2 separate regions of the Mus musculus genome follow, and region 2 is linked to region 1. The links are chromatin contacts, called in public Hi-C maps. All regions are on one chromosome and are shown on one strand. Each heading gives the region's core, a stretch centred on a gene start, on an enhancer-like site or on the middle of the called end of the contact. The rest is flanking DNA. Distances are from core to core; before and after follow the strand shown. Region 1 overlaps Ryr3 (ryanodine receptor 3). Region 2 holds the start of Ryr3 (ryanodine receptor 3).

What was found. A called contact is a pair of places that touch in the nucleus more often than the background predicts.
Region 2: a contact with region 1 is called in a Hi-C map of myocytes, with 2.7 times the contacts expected there. The contact joins the promoter of Ryr3 here to the enhancer-like site in region 1. A contact is called at or near these places in 1 of 39 promoter capture datasets (hippocampal neurons), 2 of 484 Hi-C or Micro-C datasets (cerebral cortex and myocytes) and 1 of 115 datasets of contacts at active chromatin or transcription factors (neural progenitor cells).

What each region holds. Positions count from the first base shown.
Region 1 is chr2:113,113,917-113,117,618 of GRCm38.p6, reverse strand. The region is part of intron 1 of Ryr3 (ryanodine receptor 3); the gene reads left to right. Among named protein-coding and RNA genes, the nearest start is that of Ryr3, 100 kb to the left of the region's middle. Within about 2 kb of position 1,983, at least 4 of the 459 cell types and tissues checked have an H3K27ac peak or open chromatin away from gene starts, as enhancers often do. A contact at or near this core is called in myocytes, where this site is marked.
Region 2 is chr2:113,214,985-113,218,455 of GRCm38.p6, reverse strand. Ryr3 (ryanodine receptor 3) reads left to right here and starts at 1,373. Exons shown (of 104, transcript NM_001319156.1): 1 at 1,373-1,516. The coding sequence starts at 1,466.

The DNA of each region.
Region 1 (3,702 bases), core at 734-3,233:
TTTTTTCCCTTGTTAGAATTTGACCATAGATAAGCCATATTTCCCACTGTTTATACACAGTCTGTGGCTATTTGTGTGATAATAAATGACAACAGGGTGAAATATATACTCAGCTCCTTCAATGCATACCCCCTTCCCACCCCAGGGAATACACTGGCAGTACCAATTTAGCAGATATATCTGGGCCTGATCTGCTAGCTCATCAGAGTCAGAGGCATTATTGCAGCTCATGTATTTTTAAGTAACTAAGCACAGAGCTTCATTTCTTGAACACACTTGATAGACCAGGGCTGCCTAATCTGCAATCATCTGAGATGAACCAGAATGGGAAGCGAGGTGACTACCACAGTTGAAGCAAGTAATCTCCAATATGCCAGCATGCTGAAAAGGATTTGTTGTGAGTTTAGATGGGTCTGTTTATGATGTATTCAGGATGAGAAGCTTGTCAGATGAAGGAAACAGACTTCTCAGAATGAGCATGAGCAGCCTGTGTGGATTCAGTAGCTTGATTTTAGTCAAATTTGGGGAGGGAGAGATGAAATTGAGGCAGAAACATCACTGCTACATGGGTACTCACTGCCAGCTCCCTGGTGCACAGTACTCCTGGTATTGTAGGCAACATAAGGAAACAGCAAGGGGTAGGTGCCCTGTAGGCTGCCTCCGTTCCTTCAGTCCATTGCGTAGAAGCTGGTGTCTCACTGGCACCCTGCATTTGTCTTCCTCTGGCTATTTGTAAGTCTGTTCTTCTCACATATAAGTTGTCTTGCTGAGCTCTCAGGAAAAGTTAGAAGACATGTAATATTTAAATAACATTTTTCTTGAAACTATACAGCATCCAGCAATCATTTTGGCATCTCTAAGTTACTAATTAACAGGCAAATTTGTTTCATGTCTTTAAATATATGCCATGGCTGTACAATTCTGAGAATTCAATGAAAAAATCTATGTATTCTCTTCAAATTTGTATAGAGGGATGTCTGTGGCTGCTTGTGGACATGAGAAAAGGTCAGGAGAGAAGGCCAGCTCAGATCACAAAAATGAAGAAGTGTAGTGGGCCATCTGTTTTCTGAGCACGTTGTCTTCAAAGTTAACTCTTTGGTTCCTCTGGACATTTACTTTTTAGTTATTTACTATTTTGTTGTTAATAATTCGTCAGATCTGTCAAGATCTGAGTTGCAAGCTTGCCACATCAACTTTACCAGGTAGTAATTTTTTTTATCTTTGCTAATTCCATGAAAATTTGGAAAAGCAAAGAGAGGTTGCAGACCTTCTAAAAGTCTGTTCCTTCATTAGCAAATGATATTCTACGCAGGGCTGTGTGATGGTTCAGTGAGCTTCTATGGTTAATAAGCTTCAAGACAATGGACATGCCAGATAGTTTGTATCTGCCCTGTACTTCTTATCTTCTAGATGTTTTCAGTATTAACCAGTTTCATAAAGACATTTTAAGTCCAAATTAACCTCTGGGAAAGAATTTGTCACAGTTGTCTGCTGAGAAGTCTCGTGTTACTGTGAATGCGGTGTCCTCTCTGGATTTCTTGTGTGTCAGCTACACCTGTTGTTGTCGGTCACACATTTACTTGATGAGTACTTTCTTAGGGACCTATTCTAATGTGTAAGAGAATAAAACATGATGAATTCAATAAAGCAGATGGGGTCTCTCACCGCAGATACAGAGCTAGATTTGTGGGTTCCATGGTTTGTGATGAAAGAGTGAAGCTGTCTCATTTAATAACCTTGGAATGAGACCAAACAAGCCATGGGTTTGGGAGAAGAGGGCACTGACTTGGTGATGACCTCTCCAAAATGCCAGAGGTATGTTCCTAAGATGGATCTGGGCTTTGATGCCCCTCACCACATGGAGCCAACTGACAGTGGAAACCCTGGCTCGATTTCAGGCTTTGGAAGGGACAGCAGCTGGTGTTGTGTGGCATTCCATCAAAAACTGTGGTTGTCACCAATGGGCTTGCTTGCCATCTACCCTAGTCATGCTTGTCAGCAGAAGCCTCTCTGCTCTCTGGGGACAGGATAGGAAAGTCCCATGGCTTCCTTTTAGAGCCTTGAGTTTTGTTACTAGCGCTCAGAAGAATGAGACGTGGGTTTGTCCCAAATGACTGGAGCTGGACCAGCTTGGGGAGTGTGGCTAAATCAGGCTCCTGTACCACTGATGCGTTTTCAGAACTGTCCTCCAGTTCACCACTTTCACACCCTCCTACTTCTGCAGCTTCCTGTTTGCAAACAGACTTGCTTTTTAAATGAAAAAAAAAAAAAAAAACCTCACTTTGTATGCATCTGTGTCAGGGACTGGAGGAGGAAAGCCAGTCTTCCTGGTAGAAGGCAGCTGGGGTTGAGTGTTGCTGAAGAGAATAAGAGTCTCCTGAAGAATCTCACTTCTCTATCCCACTCTACTTGGTTTGAGGATAGGTCAATGGCAGTGGGTCTCAACCTTCTCATGCTGCAACCATTTAATACAGATTCTCATGTTGTGTTGACCCCCCAACCATATTATTTTTCTTACTACTTATATTACTGTAACTTGGCTACTGTTATGAATCATCATCTAAATATCTGATACCCAGGATATCTGATATGTGATGTCTGTGAAAGGTTCATTCGACCTCAAAAGGGGTCATGACCAACCAGTTGAGAACTATGGTCTGTTGTCTCTGAGCCTGAAAGACAAATGTACCAATTCTGATCATTATTATTTTGTCATTTCAAATATATTTTTTCACAGACAAAACCATCATCTCTTAAAGAGGATATTTGAATTCTAGCATTTATTCTTCTAAAAGGGCCTTGTGCCCTAAAAGAGAAGGCAAATCAATTTTGCACTTAGGAAACATGAATAAAAACACATTTGTGTTGTTCAAGAGCTCGTCTCACTGGCTCACATGGCTCTCATGTGATGCCTATCTTGGGCCAGAGTTTATTATATTATAAGACCCTTCTCAAGGAAGGAATGCTAGGAAGAGAAGCAAAACAAGTATGATTTCCAAAAGGACACAAGAGAACTCTGAATCCAAAGCAGAAAGAACAGTCCAAGTTGTAGTGGAATTCAAGAGAGGAGAGAAGATAGAACAGAGGACAAAGTCCTGACACCAGCATGGAGGTCATGTGTTTCCACAGAATTTTTAGGACAAACTGAGATGTCACTCTCTTGTAGGATTGAGATGAGTATAGTGTGTGTCATAGGAGTGAAAAGTGAGGTGCCCTGCAGACCTCTGACTTAGAGCAGGCCAGTCATGTGGAGAAATACTCTCACCCAAACTGTTGAAAGTGCATCTGTATGGAATGTTCTTCTCTAGTAAGGCCAGTGCTTCTATCTGTACAACAGCCTTGGTTTCTTGCCCCTGCTGACATCTGACTATTCTGGATGCTTCCTTGACTCTTTCAACATGAGAGCATCTCTGTCCTATGCTTTAGCTATAAGTGACTAGCTCTTCTTCTAACTTTATTATGCCTTATTGGTAATGGCCTTAATACCACAAGGGATTGTGGTATTAATATTTGAAAGGGTTCTTCATGGATGTTCTAGAATAAAGGAGAAGGCATTCCAAACACTCTGTAAAGTCACCAGTGAGGGGTCTTGGAATTAGTGTCGTTTAAGAATTCTTCAGGTGCATTTAATAAGATCATAACCATATAATATAGAATTGAAGTGTCTTTCAAATTTCTTAATGAACTTTTTCATCTCTATTT
Region 2 (3,471 bases), core at 124-2,623, 100 kb before region 1:
ACATGTACTCTTGCCAGTGATGGAGACAAGAGTCTTTATCCAAAGGTTGGGCATAGAGGCAAGCATGAAAGGTAAAGTGCCACAATGTGTGGATGGCATGCTGTATTCCAGGCAGCCTTTAGAGGAGCTGGTAGGTTCAGACCCAGAGCTGCTACTCACCTACATCTTGAGGCACTTTCTTTTAAAACATTTTTGTTTTGCCCAGAAACTACTTGACCAGCATACAGAAGGGACACCCTGCACTCTGTGCTTTTAGAGGACCAATCTCACTGCTCCCAAATCCTAAAAAATCCACCCAAGGTCAGGTAAGGATTAGTAGCCTCCTAGGACACACTGTGTGCTCTCAGCAGCCTCACACTCCCCTGAGTCCAGAGGGCTAGCTCTAAAGTGCAGAGTATGGGTAAGCGTGGGCACAAAGAAACAATTCTGACGCCATCTGATTTCCAAATTGAGGACAGCTTCTTGAAGCTCCCAGGGGCTAGTGAAGCTCTATTCAATGGGGGTGTAGTGTCCTTATCAGATTAAAAAAACAAAAACAAAAAACAAAACCAAAACGTTTATTGAGTTTGTTCTTTGCCAATTTCATGCACGTGTACTGTGCATTCTGATTATTGTACCCTCTCCTTATCAAATTTTAAAGAGTGAATGGGTTCTCTAAAGAAGAGCTACCCACGGGGTTACAAACTTTGTTATGGATGAGCAGTCACCCTCAGTCTCTCCTTGCTGCATGAAAAAGGAACACCCATTATGGGTGGTGAGGTGGTGAGTGGTCAGCGCCCTGCTCCAGATGGGCACTCCCACCCAAATATGAAACCAATACTTACTCTCTCTCTCTCTCTCTCTCTCTCTCTCTCTCTCTCTCTCTCTCTCTCTCTCTCTCTCTCTCACACACACACACACACACACTCTCACACACACACACACACACACACACACACACATGCACCGTGCAAAGTGGACAAATCTAGAGGGTTTGTGCCCAATTTGGGGGCACTGAATCTAAGCAACTGGCCTTTGTGTAAGAGCCATCTTCCCGTCGCCGCGGGGCGCGCGTCTCCACCGAATGTGCGGTGCCGTGCGGTGCGGGGGAGGTTCCACGGCTCCGGCCCGGGTCCCTAGCTCTGCCCCACACCCGCCCGGCGCGCGCCGCGCTGCGCTGTCCGCGGAGTCCGTGGCTGCCGCGCACTTGGCTGGGGCGAGAGGAGAGAGGGGTGGGCGGGCTGCTCGCCTGGCATTGGCGCTCTGCAGTGCAGTCAAGTGTTAGCCCAGCTCCCTATATGGTCGGGGATTAGCTCGGCGCTGCTGAGGCTGAGCGAGGAGCAGGAGGAGGAGGACGGAGGAGGAGGAGGAGGAGGAGGAGGAGGAGGAGGAGAAAGAGCAGCGGCAGAGCAGCAGTCAGCGCACGCCGCTGCCTAGGGGAAACAGAGGCGCCCGAGGCTGGGGCGCAGCGCACGCCCTGGGAGCCATGGCCGAAGCGGGAGAAGGAGGCGAGGATGAGATCCAGTTCCTGAGGACTGTGAGTCTCGGCGGCCGGGCGAGGCGGCGGGCAGGTGGGGAGGAGCGCGGCGCGGTGAGGAGGGGCTGCGCTGCGCCGCGGTGCGGGGCGCGTTCTCCGCACTCGCAGGCTGCAGAGGCGGACCAGCCACCTCTCCGCGGTGAGGGGCTGAGTGGAAAGGGGCCCCTTCTTCAGCCTTTCCCCCTCATTCCGTGCTGCCACCTCACACTCTCAGGTCTCCCACCCGGGACTGCTCGCTCTCCGGGCAACTCGCTACTTGGTCTGAAACCCTTGATGCTCAAACTTCAAGCTGAGCTTGGCTTGTGATTCCTCCGACCCAGAAGATCAGAGGTGTTCCACAACCGGCCTCCTGTCACCTCCACACCTTGCCGGGTCCCTCATTCGAGCTGCCTTTGGGCTCTAGGGGACAGTCAAGAAAGGAGCCAATGGGGCAGGGGCGAGAGTGGGGATCCCGGTCTGGAAACCGGGCGCCTGCTTTTGGTGGCAATGTAGGGACTGATCAGAAGGGAATTCATCCAGTACTGTCCGTCTCCCTTCTCTTTAAATCTCTATTCAGCAACTGCTGCTAAACCTTACTTGACTCACCCGCGGGTGTGTGAGAGCTACTGTTTGTGCTCCAGGCTCCCAAGAACCCTGCAGAATGGGGAAATCCCGGTCTGTGGCTCCGCGTCATCAGGTCCCCTTCTTGGCGCTGGATGGAGGGCAATGCTCCATCCCAGATTTGGGGAACGGGGCAAAGTCCAGCGCTGCTATGCCTGTCTTCCCCTTCGGGAGTTAACAACTCAAGGTGGTCGACCACCTTGAAGGACAGGGGGCAGCAGGTTGCTTCCTAGGGCTGATTTCAGCCACCTGACCTTGAACAATTCATATAATCTTCTCTACGTAGCCTCAGTTTCCTCTCGTGTAAAATGGAGGCAAATGTAACTAGCATTTCATGAAAGATAATTAAATGAAATAGTGAATTCCATAATATTTTGCAACTGACAAATGCTTTATAAGTGCTAGGTGACGAGGTAGGTAGGTCTGGAGAATTAGAATGAAAATCTTACCTTGCACTGTCCTTTTTAAGAGCGCCCTGCTTCTTTCTGTCCTGGTCATAGAGGACGACAACTTTGCTCTGTCCATCTTTTGGAACGTTCCCTCTTGCTTTGCAGTTTCCTTCTAATAATTTTCAGACCCATCCTTACTTCCATTGTCTCTTCTTCAAACACAGTTCCTTGGTCAAGGCTCAGTCTTGGGTCTTGTTTGACGGACAGAGAAGACCAACCATTCTCCTAATACGTCCGAGAGGCCAGAAGCTCGTCTACTTTGTCCTGGTTCATCTTTACACTGTACACAGCCCACCCACTGTCTCAGGGCCCGGCAAACTACCTGTTCTTCCCAGAGCCCCGTGGGACCCTTTTGCTTTTCCTCCAACAGGTGTCCTCAATAGTGAATGACTAACAGCACAGGTGCTTCTGGATTTGTGCCCTCTTCAGCCATGTTGTTTGTTTGTTTGTTTATTATTAAAAGTCTAGGCACAGATAATTGAGGAAATTTTCTTTGGGCAGCTTGAGGCAGCTTGAAGATGAGACTCAAGGAGTTAAGGTTAGAGATCCGAAGCCTGACCTCAAGTCTTCATTTCATGTAGGCTGCTTGTCTTAGCTTCGGTAGCCATCTTCCCAGCCTTCTCTGTACTGGGCAGTGTTGTTGTAGTTGAGAACACCTGTAGCCAAGGCTTAAAATGGCAGTGGTTGTTTAACTTTGTCTCACCAGTTTTCTGGAGATCAGAGTAAATGGAACTCTTTTTAAAGCCAATCTAGAGACTCTGTGGGGCTCAAGCACCCTGATCAATAGTTCATTTGCAGAGGGCTGAGTATCTGCACAGCTCAGAAGGAGAGCTGAGGTCACCAGGGAGTGACTCCCAGGTATGACAAAACCAATTCTTTCTTCAGCAAAATTACCTGGATTTTTTT